Linked DNA regions of Mus musculus: all the other regions are linked to region 2. Evidence: chromatin contacts called from public promoter capture Hi-C data. All regions are on one chromosome and are shown on one strand. Each heading gives the region's core, a stretch centred on a gene start, on an enhancer-like site or on the middle of the called end of the contact. The rest is flanking DNA. Distances are from core to core; before and after follow the strand shown. Region 1 holds the start of Zfp563 (zinc finger protein 563). Region 2 holds the start of Zfp870 (zinc finger protein 870). Region 3 holds the start of Cyp4f15 (cytochrome P450, family 4, subfamily f, polypeptide 15).

What was found. Capture Hi-C pulls out chosen DNA fragments and counts their contacts.
Region 1: a contact with region 2 is called in a promoter capture Hi-C map of adipose tissue. The contact joins the promoter of Zfp563 here to the promoter of Zfp870 in region 2. A contact is called at or near these places in 2 of 39 promoter capture datasets (the HPC-7 cell line and hippocampal neurons), 2 of 484 Hi-C or Micro-C datasets (LSK cells and liver), 1 of 115 datasets of contacts at active chromatin or transcription factors (pancreatic cancer cells) and 4 of 9 other capture datasets (adipose tissue, liver, macrophages and 1 more).
Region 3: a contact with region 2 is called in a promoter capture Hi-C map of pancreatic islet. The contact joins the promoter of Cyp4f15 here to the promoter of Zfp870 in region 2. A contact is called at or near these places in 6 of 39 promoter capture datasets (the 3T3-L1 cell line, HPC-7-derived erythroid cells, cranial neural crest and 3 more), 3 of 115 datasets of contacts at active chromatin or transcription factors (embryonic stem cells, neural progenitor cells and trophoblast stem cells) and 3 of 9 other capture datasets (adipose tissue, liver and pancreatic islet).

What each region holds. Positions count from the first base shown.
Region 1 is chr17:33,087,187-33,091,477 of GRCm38.p6, forward strand. Zfp563 (zinc finger protein 563) reads left to right here and starts at 2,181. Exons shown (of 4, transcript NM_001024950.2): 1 at 2,181-2,293. The coding sequence starts at 2,291.
Region 2 is chr17:32,890,294-32,894,554 of GRCm38.p6, forward strand. Zfp870 (zinc finger protein 870) reads right to left here and starts at 1,310. Exons shown (of 4, transcript NM_207245.2): 1 at 1,148-1,310. The coding sequence starts at 1,150.
Region 3 is chr17:32,684,069-32,688,396 of GRCm38.p6, forward strand. Cyp4f15 (cytochrome P450, family 4, subfamily f, polypeptide 15) reads left to right here and starts at 1,563. Exons shown (of 13, transcript NM_001346538.1): 1 at 1,563-1,743; 2 at 1,991-2,189. The coding sequence starts at 1,730.

The DNA.
Region 1 (4,291 bases), core at 931-3,430, 200 kb after region 2:
ATGCTAATCTTGGCATTCAACTCTCCTCACCCTCTCAGGTTCCGGATGCTGGAGAGGTTCTGGTCACAGATGGTGGAGAAAAGTCCACTAAAGTCTTTGTCTTGGAGAGGGAGACCAGTCAGGAATTTATTCACCTTAAATGTTTAAGTGAAAAATCTATTAATTTATCTAAAGCCTCGTTCCCTTGTCTGTCTGCCAGCCAAGGAGCTATCCAACTCCTAGTTCCAAAGCATCAGTGATGTCCTTAGGTCTTGAGTCAGGAATGCTGGAAGGGAATCTGGTTTCTTACCTTCCCCTAAGTGAGCCCCCTACTTTGAAGAGTATATGTAAGGGTGAAAATGAAAACTCCCACCCGGATGTCATTAACCTCTTGTGGTGAACAGCTTTGGACTTTACAGATCTAAATGCTCAACACATCCAATTTCAGCCCATTTCCTAAATAATATTAGGGCTACTGTTTAGAACTGGACAGCAGCAATAAAGGACTACTAGGAAAAAAAAAAAAAAACCTAGTTCCTCTGGTCAATGAAATAAAATCTCTGGCCTAACATTCCAAGCTATCTAAAATATAAAAGTTAATTCACTTGGGCCTGTCAATAACCTGACCAGGGGACCATACCTCTGAAAGTTAGGAACATTCCTAGGAAGGTGGGCTCACCTTAAGTTGTGCTAAAGACGTATGCAGAAAATTATCCCTTTAACAAGATGCTGTTTTTCCTAACCGAATTCCTACTCCCTAGTGTAGACCATATCAGCCTCTCTGAGGTTCAGATGGGTCAGCTCACCTTTCTGACCCATGAACTGAGACAGATATAACTTTTTTTAAAAAAATTTCAGATAGTGGTCATAACCTACTAAATACGTGTTTGTTACCATCTTGATAGGGTTTGTTTTCTCTGCCACTTAAAGAATTAAGAGTAAAAAAAAAAAAAAAAAAAAATCTCAGCGCAACAGGTAGCAACAGGGGAAATCTCAGACCCTGCAGGCAGAATCAACTAAAGAACAGCTCTTCCTAGTAGTAAAGAAACAAATGTACAAGAAGGTGGGGGTGGGGTGGGGGGTGGGGACACAGAAAGGCAGAGATCCGGAAACTTTGAAGAGTCTTTCTAACTTAGGGATGTTCAGTTTGAACAAAGACAGGAAAACTGATAGGCCCATCTTTTGGGGTAAATATATCTATTCCATGTTGCTGAACTTGCAGTGCCTGTTCCCAGGCAATGGTCCCTATCCCAGCAGATGCAGTGACTTACAACTTTGCTTCCCTGGGATTTTTTCTTTAAAATTTGAATAAAAATGCTTTAATTGGCAGAGCAAACGAACTGATTCCTGTGTCCCTAGAGAACCTTATGACTGCTACTATGTAACCGCACTTTTCATATTCATAACTGTTTTCTCTTGGTATATTCTCTTGGTATATTTCTCTTTTCTTGGCTGAAAAATGTATGGACTGAGTGAAAAGGAAGGGGAAAGCTTTTGCTATCATGCAGACTACATCATCTCAAGTTTCTCATGGGTGACATTAGACCAGTGGACCTGCCCTGGCTGGGTATCCCTTTATCTCTGTGGCAGGCCTAGGTACCCTTTCTCTAAGGTTCTGTCCATGGTACACTAACTAAATCTGACTTTAAATAAGCAGACTCCAGACTTAGTTTCCAGGGGGAAGTGGGAAAGCTCTTCTTTGGAAAAACCAAGTCTAAATTCTTTTTAAATGCAGTTATCAAGATGAGCGGATGCGGGGCGTGGTGGTGCACACCTTTAATCCTAGCACTTGGTAGACAGAGGCAGGCAGATTTCTGAGTTCGAGGCCAGTCTGGTCTACAAAGTGAGTTCCAGGACAGCCAGGGCTATACAGAGAAACCCTGTCTCGAAAAACAAAACAAAACAAAAAACAAAAAAAAAAAAGAAAAAAAAAAAGAAAAAAGAGTGGATTTCTGCCCGGGCCATGAGAGCTTTGGCTGCAATATGGCATGTGTGCCCCACTTATTAAATTAAGAGTTTACCACCAAGCTCTAATGTGTGTGTGTGTGGGGGGGGGGGGGGTGGGGGGGTTGGGGGGGGGGTGTCTGATCGCTTATCCAATTAGTACCACGGAGCACAGCACGAGCTATCCAATCAGAAGCGCCGATTGGTGAAGCGGACGTTCCTCACCGGCCTTCTCTTACTTGCCAGACTATTGTGGTGATAGAGTTCTGCCAGCTGAGGGAGTCACAGGTATCCGTTCAGGGTCCGTGTTGTGTGGCTGCCAACACCAGGATCATTCCTAAGGCCCCAGCAAGCCTTGGGCTCAGCTATGGTAAGTGTCCTTACGGCCAGCTGTCCAATCAGGAACGCCGGCAGAAAGCGGATATGCCTCACCCGCCATCTTTCTTCCTGGCACGGTCTGGTCAGCTGAGAGGGCAGCGGGTACGGTTAAGCCTCTTTGGCTCCGGGACAGCTGACCTCTGGAGCCTTCTTGAAACTACAAGAGGGCCCGGGAGCAGACGAGGCGAACGTCGGGGCAATGTAAGGGGCGCCGGGTGTTCCCCGGGTAGATGCCTCAGTCCTACATCCTCAGTCCTACATTGCTTTGGGTGCTGCGGGACTCAGGGTTTCTCTGCACTCTAGGTGGCAGGACCCCGGCGGGCAGCCCCATCTCTTGCAGAATCCTGTACTTCTGTCTCCTCAGCGAGACGCCTCCTGTAAAGTACAGGTAGATGGGCATGTTAACACATGACCACTACACCAGCCCATACGACATGATGACGAATTGAAGGCCAGTTAGGACATAGACCCTGTCTCAAAGAGGAAAAAAAAAAAGTAACTTGAAAATATGGTTTATTTACTTCACAAGTCCAGGTTACAGTCTATCGTCTATCGCTGCAGAAAAGAACTCTGCCCAACCATTCTAAAATATAATAAAGTATGCTTTGAGGAGAATAGCAAGTGATGACTAAGCCACCTTACCTGTAGAATGGGCTAGAAGGAAGCCTGGTGATATCCACGAAAGATGTGGGAAAATGACCTGAAAGGCAGTTTGCAGAGCTTCAAAGCTTTCCTTCCTGTATTTGCAAAAGCATGGGTTATTTTGTTCATGTTGTTTATGGTGATATATTTTTGTTTGTTTTATTTTAAGACAAAAAATCTCATTATGTAGCCCAGGCTGGACACAAAGTAACAGTCCTTCCTCAGCCTCCTAAGTGATAAGGTTATAGGAATACATCAACATGCCGTGCCCTTGATACAGAAGAATTTAATGTAGGGGAGGCAGATCAGGGTACTAAATAACCTTGAGGCTGACTAAGGCCACAGTAAATCTCTTTTCACCCTGTTGTGCTTAAATGAGTCAGTGTTTCCCTTCTGCCTACTGATGAGACGACAGAAAGAAATCTCAGTATACGGTTCTAATACTCCAGGTCCACAGAATAGAAAGAAGAGTAGATTTTTCCCCCCTGTATATTCCAAGAAATCTCTCCAGCACTCCTAAAGCCAAGGCAAAATTGTATGGTAGGAGCAGAGGTATCACAGACCCCACAAAGCAGAAAAAGCCCAGGGAAATTGAGGGAGTGAGGCTGCTGCAGTCTTTAACAGTAAAGTCCATGGAAGAAGGGTTACCCTTAAGACCTCACAGATAAAGAGTCACCTGCATACAGGATAGCTCTGTGGCAGTCACAAGGACAGTTGCTCAATACATGACAACTAAAGTATTTGCTTCATCTCCCAGAGGGTTTTAGACAACTCTACCCAAGTTTTGTGAGCTTTGAGCATGGCTAGTATCTTCTGGTCAAACTACTTACTTTCGGTATAGATTCTGGAGTTTCAGTTTAACAGGTGTTTGAAAACATTAAATGAAGTCTTCTAGACGTAAATATTTGTAACTTTAAATTGTGGGTAGATCTGAGTAACATCATGACATATGCAGCTCTGCTAGTGCATCATTCACCTCATATAATCTCATCATATAGCAGCTATGTGACTTCACATCAGCCCACGAAGAAAGGTGAGTGTGGTGCACCATGGCATTGAGACAGAAACTGACTCATTATATATTGCGATTATAGTTCGAGTTCACCATTATATGTTGTTGTAAATACCTTCTTGTGTCTAGTTAGCAAATTAACATTTCTCACATGTCTGTATAGGGAAAACCATAGTGGTTAGGCTAACTACTTGCCACTATTTTAGTCTTCCACTACAGGTCTTGAAACATACCTCCTTCAGATACTGATGAGTTCTGCGCTTCTTTTCTTCCTTTTTATACACACTTGTGGACATGTATTTTGATCTTTCCCACCTGCTGTTGTACTTGGTTACC
Region 2 (4,261 bases), core at 60-2,559:
CTGAGACTAAAACCAGAGAGTGGCAGGGTCAGCTGTCAAAAGCCAGCAAAATTGTCAACTCCTGGATCACCATGTCCCTCACCACAGCAGTTTCTTCGTGGCAAAATATTCAGCCCACCTGAAAGTCACCATCCAATAGCCTGTCCTCCCAAGAGGCATTTGGCATCTACGTACCTGCACTGCCAAGCCTTAGCTGGTCCCCTGGAGACTCCCCCCTCACCTACCTCAGCTCTCTACCTGTGTCTTCAGGACAGACGGATTCTGCAGGCTCTTTAACTATTTCCTAGCCATTTGTAACCTGTGTTGTCTCTGGTTGTGTGAAATGTCCCCGTGTGATCTGCTGGTTGATGTTAGGGATTCAAACTGGAATCACTAGGTGTGGAAGTGCACATCTTTCATCCCAGCACTGGAGAGCAGAACTAGGCAGATCTGTGAGTCCAGGACCAGTACCAGCCTCAAGGGTTGTATGTTAGATATCTTGCATATCAGATGTTTACATTACGGTTCATAACGGTAGCAGAATTGCAGTTATAAAGGAGCAACAAAGGTAATTTTATGGATGGGATCACAAAATGAACATTAGGAAGGTTGAGAGTCACTGCACTATGGGCATTTATTCCAGAAAGGATGGGGCCACTCGCTGCTCCAATATGTCTAACCCCCCTCCCCCGCACACACACACCCCGGCACCCCCCACCCCATCTCTCTCTCTCAACACTGAGAATCACAAAGTCCTCTGGGTAGCTGCGCCCTGAGACACTGCATAGGGTGTGTCGAGATTTTCAGGGGAGGACGAAGCAGTTATAGGACTCGTGTCCTAACCTTCATCATCCACGCAGCTCCACCTTCATCCCCCGTAGAAGAGTCCCAATCCAACTCCCAGAGTTGGCTCCTCAGGATCCTCCCGAGACCTTGGTGGAGAAGCCCAGCTGACCCCAGACGCTGCAGCGCTGAGCGCTCAGAGAGGAAGAGACCACCGCTCTGTCTGATGGACCAGCTCCACCCAGCGGAATCGGAGCGGCAAGACCCAGCGGAGCCAGATGAGACTCCGCTGCAGACTCAGCTGTCTTGCAAGACCTGCTCCCATTGCGGTCTCCGTCTGCTGCCGCAGCATCCTGCCCACATCTAAGTCACAGGCCGAACGTACCATTTCCAGCCCCGGAGTGTCCTGGTGTGCTCCTGCGGCTCCTGCTGTCAGTGAAGGCGACTCTGATATCTAGGCCTGGCATCTAGGACATACTTCCAAATAACACAAACATGCCTAATTTGGGGGGCTGGGGAGGGGGTTTAAGGAAACAGACCTCGGTCAGACAAAGCCCCTCATGCAAGAAGCGTACTTCTCATTGGACACTTCAGACACTAAAGTAATAACCTTTACCCTGATAGGCCAGCGAGCCTAACCTTTCTCCGGATAGGCCAGCGAGCCCTTGGCTCAGGTCCTGGAGCGCTAGTGACAGGGCATACAAGTTTTATTAGGCAAATTAGCAAGCAGATTTCACTCTAGACCCCTGCGTTCTAGCCCTGTCTGGGTGACTGTGTGCATGCAAGCGAAGTTTGTTCTCTTGCTTGTAACAATTCACAGTGAGCCGTTCCTAATTCTTCCTCCTAAGAATGGGGTCAGAGCAAGAGAATTCCAGACTCTGGTCACGGAGACAACTCTTAAGAGCTGCTTTGAGTAGGATTAGGAGGAAGGGCCTTATTAAAGGAAACCTCTCAGCCCGCTCTCATCTTCCCACATCCCACCGCTATACCGCCAGTCTGTACAAGACTTTGCGAACTATTCCACCAATAAAATTCACAAAAATAACCAGGTGGTGGTGGCGCATGCCTTTAATCCCAGCACTTGGGAGGCAGAGGCAGAGGCAGGCAGATTTCTGAGTTCGACGCCAGCCTGGTCTACAGAGTGAGTTCCAGGACAGCCAGGGCTATACAGAGAAACCCTGTCTCGAACAAACAAACAAATTGACAAAAATAGGCAACCTGACTTGTCTCTCACCCTGCAGTTTCAAAAAAAAAAAAACAAAACAAAACAAAAACAAAAACAAAAAGCAAAAAACCAAACAAAACAAAAACAAAAAATGTTTACCCAGAAAACCAGTTTCTGGGCCTGTTGAAATCAGTGCCCTCCTGCCCTGCTCTCTACTGCAAAAACGGATTTTCAGAGCCTTTGTGATGTGTTCAGGTTTGGAGGCCTTATTTTCTCAGACCAATAAACATCTGCTCTTGCTGTGTGTTAGGGTTTGTATTAATTAGGGTTTTATTGCTGTGAAGAGACACCATGTCCAAGGCAACTCTTATAAAGGCAAACATTTAATTGGGACTGGCTTACAGTTTCAGAGGTTCGGTCCATTATCATCATGGTGGAAAGCATGGCAGCCTCCAGACAGATATGGTACTGTAAGTGTTGGGAGTCCTACATCTTAATCAGAAGGCATCCAGGAGGAGACTGTCTTCTCCAGGCAGCCAGGAAGGGACTCTCTTCTGCACAGGGCAGAGCTTGAACACTAGGAGCCTCAAAGTCCACTGCAACAATGACATACTTCCTCTAACAAGGCCACAAGTCTTAAAAGTGCCACTCCCTGGGCCTTGCCAAGCAATTCAAACCACCACATGGTTCTTTAGCATAACAGAACACACACACACACACACACACACACACACACACACACACACACACACAGCGGGAGAGAGATGTATAAAATAATTTACAGGCTGTGGTCTAACTAGTCCAACAATGACTGACTTTGAACAGAAAGTCCAAGAACCCAGTAGTTGCTCAGAACACAAGGCTGGATGTCTCAGCTGGTGTTCAACTGATATCAGAGTCACAAAGAGCTAGGCTCTAATGCCAGTGTAGAAATGGACTTGCAAGCAAGGCAAGAGCAAGCAGGCAAAGAATAAAAGCTTCCTTCTCCCATGTCCTTATATAGGCTTCCAGCAGAAGCAGAAACCCACATTAGATCTGGATTAAAGATCTGGACTAAAGGTATGTCTTCCTATCCCAAGAACAGGATTTAAAAGCATGTGTTTTCTCCATTCAACAACAACAACAACAAAAATATCTAGATTATAGGTGTGTTTTTCAACTGAGAGATCTGAATTAGATGTGTCACATTAACAGTCAAGCACACCCATTGAACACTGTTACCAGGTCAAACTGAGTCTGTTCTTGCATTTTCCTTCAATGACTTTCTTTCCTACTAGACAGTTTTTTTCTTACCTCAAAATTTGGAATGAGGCAGGTGGCTTTTTTGATCCCATACTCAACCAATAACATAAAAACACACAAACAATCAATGCATGTCATTCAAGTTACCAAGTTATGGAGAAAGCAGAACTTATACAAAAAACTGGCTCAAAATAATAGCAAAAAAAAAAAAAGCACAAAAACGCACATTAAAAAATTAAACCATGGGGCTGGAGAGATGGCTCAAGTGGTTAAGAACACTGACTGCTCTTCCAGAGGTCCTGAATTCAAATCCCAGCAACCACATGGTGGCTCACAACCATCTGTAATGGGATCCGATGCCCTCTTCTGGTGCGTCTTCAGACAGCTACAGTGTACTCACATACATGAGATAAATAAATTAATCTTTTTTTAAAATAAATCTTTTTTTTTTTTTTTTTTTTGGTTTTTCGAGACAGGGTTTCTCTTTATAGCTCTGGCTGTCCTGGAACTCACTTTGTAGACCAGGCTGGCCGTGCACCACCACCGCCAGGCTAAAAACTAAATCTTAAAATCACAAAACAAAAACAGGGTTTCTTAATGTAACCTGGAAGCCTTAAATGTCTTTGTCTTGCTGTGTAGACCAATCAGACATTGAGCCCACAAGTATCCACCTATCCTTTTGTACTGAACATAAATAAATTAATCTTTAAAAATAAAACTTATTAAAAAATTAAACCCTTAGATGTGATAGTACAGTGGATTGTCCCATACACAAGCTCTGTGAGATCAAGGCCAACCTGGTTTACATAGTGAGTTCTGTGATAGCCAGGGTTACATAGTGAGATTTTTTTTTCTCAAAAAATGATAGCAAAAAAAAAAAAAAAAAGAAAAGAAAGAAAAAGAAATTAGACCCTGACTGCTCAGCTTAACCCCTTGATTTACAATGTTGCAATAGAACCCCAGACCTTAGTTGGTCCTCAGACCTTAGCACAACTGATTCCAGGATGGAATTGTAAAATTCAGCAAGTAGAGAGTAAAATCTACCAAAACCAAAGTCCTACTCCACCAAAGTCTGTAGTTCTGAGAAAGTCT
Region 3 (4,328 bases), core at 313-2,812, 210 kb before region 2:
AAATCCCCAGAGCCCATAGAAAGTCGGGCATAATTGCACACATGCATAATCTTAGTACTTTTGTAGAAAAGGAGGTGGAAGTGGGGGAACCCCTGAAAGCCAGTGATTCATTGAGCTTGGATTACGCAGCTGCAAAATCAATAAGTGGCCCTCAAAAAAGGTGGCCTGTACAGACTGACCCTCAAGGCTGTTGTGTGACCAGTGCTGTGTTCTGCTTGTACCTGTCTGCTCAGGGCTGCTCTCCACCTCAACATCACATGTCTCCTCCCTCTCACCATGTCTCAGTTCACATATAGGTCAACCTAAGTTATGTTCTCCCAGCTGAGCTGCTGACTCCTGGCATCTGACCTGGGGACTTGGTCATTGGGCTGTACTCCTTTTTGCTGCTCCAGAGAGTAGTGGCTCTCTCCAGACCCTGAGCTGCTTCAGAGCAGCATTTGAATTTTGCCTGACTGTGTAGCTGGTAGGCAGAGGCATCCTGGACCTCCCAGTTTTGTGCCATGAAAGGCTACATGCAGGTCTCAGACCCCATGAGAGAAGTTTCTTTGTGCAGTGAGCAGAACTTGTCTCTAAGTGAAACTATACCACGCCCACATGGGCCCCACAAGATTCAAGGATTTTTGTGGAAGTTGGAGCGAAATGACTGTAAGAGCCAGAAGTCTAGAAGAATAGGACCAAACAATGCCTTCTGGGTATGGTAGGACCTCTGCTCTAGTGAGCTCACAGACGCTGCAGTGAACCCAAGATAACACCAAGCTCAAGATAACCAACATTCCAGCACTGGGGAAGGGATGGTGAGCCCTAGCCCCTAGTTGAGGAGTTATTGGCAGCTGATGGTGGTGGGAGAGTCAGCTTTCTCTGAGGGTCTGATCACTGGTAAGCCTTTTGTCCCTGATAGGCACTACACCTATTTGAATCAGTAAGTTATTTAAAAAAAAAAAAAAGGGAGGGGTGTGGGTAAGGAGCCAATCTGGAAGGAATTAAGCGGGAGAGTAGGAGGCAAGTCTGATCAAAACACATTTTATGCATAAAATTCTCAACAACAAATTAATAAAATATTGTGTATTTAAAAAAAAAAAAAGGTACATGCTGTGAGTGCAGTCCAGTGCAGAGGACTTTGGGAGATGGTCTGTGACCAAGCCTGGCCTGGTTGCATTCTCCTAGCAGGAGAATTCCTGTTAATGATTTTGCTAGATACACTGTCGTCTCTGACGAGTCTCTGACGCGTAGGGATACCCCTACTTGGCTGTGGATGTTAGACTCAGACTTACCTCTGCTAACCTCAGAGTTTTGCTCCCAAATCTCTCCTGCCCTCAACCTCCATCCCCATGCCCATCCTCCATCCCACCCCCCCACCCCCCGCCCTCCCCCATGATGTGAGAGGGAACAAGTTCTAAGGCTCTGGTGTTCATGCTGTGACCCTGAATTGATTTCACTCTGTACCCTGCTGACCCAACCCCCTCCTTTTGGCCTTCTGCCCCAGAGGGGAGGAGGCAGTTGGGCCTGTGAAGGATTGGCTGACACAACTGAGCTCAGCCTCCTTCAGAGCAGAAGCCAGGAACAAAGAAACTCTAAAGGAAGGAGAACCGTGGGAAACTCACTGTTCCTGAGAGAAGGTGCCTGGCTAAGAGTAGGTTAAAGAGAACTCTAAGCCTGAACCTGGCTGCTTATTTCTAGATAACCAGCTATCTGAAGCCAAAAAGTCAGAGTGATCCTGTTGGCTTCAGACATGGGGTTTTTCAGGTAACATCTCCTGGCAGTTTCATTCAGGAATTTTGGGTCTCTCCCTCTCTCCCTCTCTCCCTCTCTCCCTCCTCCTCCTCCTCCTCTACCTCCACCTCCTCTTCCTCCATATTACTGCCTATTTCCACCCCATGGATCTCTCCTCCTACAAACAGCCTTCATTATTCATATCCCTGGTCCATTATGCCTGATGGCCCCAACCTTCTTCCAACCTCCCAGTCTCACTGTCTGTCCATTTGCCCCACAGGATGCCACAGTTGGACCTGTCTTGGCTGGGACTGAGGCTGGAGGCATCCTCACCATGGCTGCTTTTGCTGCTGATCGGAGCTTCCTGGCTCTTGGCCCGTGTCCTGACTCAGACCTATATCTTCTACAGAACATATCATCATCTTTGTGATTTCCCTCAACCCCCCAAATGGAATTGGTTCTTGGGTCACCTAGGCATGGTGAGTGCAGCAATATATTGTGGGTCTTGTATTTTGGAGAGAATGGACCAGGAATGGACCTCAGGGGATGGGTCTGAAGTCCTCCAGCATCCTTCACTAGCTTTTCTCATGTCCCTGCCTCCACCCCTACTTTGCTCTGGATTAATTTCTAGTCCATCTTTCTTACACTGGTGGACACTTCCAAGGTAGACAATACAGAGTGAGGACCCCTGGGGTTCCCTCATTGTCTGCTGGACTTGAGGCCTCTTGGGAAGCTCTGTCCAACGTCAATGCCATTTTTCTGTCAATCCATATCAGGGTTTCCATGTTTGCCTGGGGGTAATCTCTGGTATTCCTCTCCTACCACCCATGAAGCAGGAGAGTTATGGGTTGTCTTCCTGCCTCTTGTTCCTGAAGCACTTTTTACTTAAAAGCTGTCAGTTCTTCCCTAAGATGGACCATTGAGTCCTGTTGCCCAACTGAGATAAGAGTTGTCTCTTCACCCTCCCGTAAGCATTCCTTGACCCCGTGCCTTAGATTTTGACCAAGTCTGTTCTTGCCTTTGGGTGACTCGGTCTCAGTTGCTTCACTTGCAAACACCGAAGCTCACAACATCTGTACACATCAGTGACATCATACGCAGGGTGATGTTTGGTGAGAGCATGGGGCCTCACAGGTAGGAGTTTCTGCCCTCCTAGAGAATTAGTGGTCCCCTCTTGTCCTGGAGTTGACTAGTCCCTGCTCTGCAGACCTTTTGCACAGTTGGAACTGCAGACCTATCCAAGTTTTGTTTTCATTCTGTTGCTGTGATAAAACACTGACCAAAAGTGACCTCAGGAGGAAAAAGTTTGTTTGAGGGTAGTCAAGGTAGGAACTCCAGCAGGAACTTGAGACAGAAAGCGTGGAGAAACACTGCCCATTTGCTCACTCTCAAGCACATGTTTAGCTAGCTTTTGAAAAATACAGTCCAGAACTATCTGTGCAGAAAATGGTGACAGGTAGAATGGCTGGGTGCTTCTAAATCAACTAACAATTAAGACAGTCCCCCAAAGATGTGCCCACAGACCACTCTGATCTGGCAGTACCATGCAACTGAGACTCCCTTCTCAGGTGAGTAGAGGCCCTGTCAAGTTGTCAATTACAACTAACAGGCTTCAATGTTGCCTAGACACCCCTAAGTCCCGGTTGAGACCTTCCCTGATGATGGTCCCTGGGGCTGAAATTAATACCACCAGAGAACATTCATCTTCGCAAGCCAAGGTGGCTATCTCTGACGTAGGCTGTATACCTTCTCCATTGGCCCTGGGATAGACCCTTGAGACTCAGCCATAACCCTGAGAAAGATGGAGCAGGACTCAGCACAAACCCATATAGTGTAGGCTACTTGTGCAAATCTTCACATCATGTTGCTGTCCTAAATATTGTAGGTATTTGTAAGACAATGGTGTTTATGTATCTAAATACATCTATATATAGGATAACAATAATAAAGATATTGTGCATAGGAATTCTTTGGGTCCATTATGAGCTTATAGGGCCAGGACCACACATATGTAGTGTGTCAGTGACAAGAACATCATTATGCAACACATGATTATATTCAAATAATTATATATACACATGTGTGTGCATATATATACACACATATATACATATATATATATATATATATATATTTAGAGAGAGAGAGATGCATGATACATTTATAAATTCTATACATTGCACACACATATATATATAAAAGAGTGAGGGCAGAGAGAGGGGGTACATTGTGTTATGGTCATTGACTTATATATTGTGGGTTCTAAGCATGCTACAACATGCCATCTGCAAAGTGGAAGCCAGCCTGCAAATAATTCTGAGGCAAAGGGTTGGCATCCTGTGCATGGGGAGATCCTTAGGGGAGGGAGGAGTCGGTGGGATAGGGTTGAATCTGTAAATGTAACTTTTATTCACATGAGGAATTGTTGTCTCTGATGCTTACTGCCTCCACCTGCTAACCTAGGCCTACTTCCGGTCTCTGTACAATCTTACCTAGGCCTAGAAGTTTGCAGCCTCTGAGATTTCCTGCCGAATAAGCTCACCCTTGTTGGTTTTCTCTGAACTCTGACTGGCTGCTTTAACCCAGCTCTTCTGTCTCAAACTCCTCTCCTCTGACTG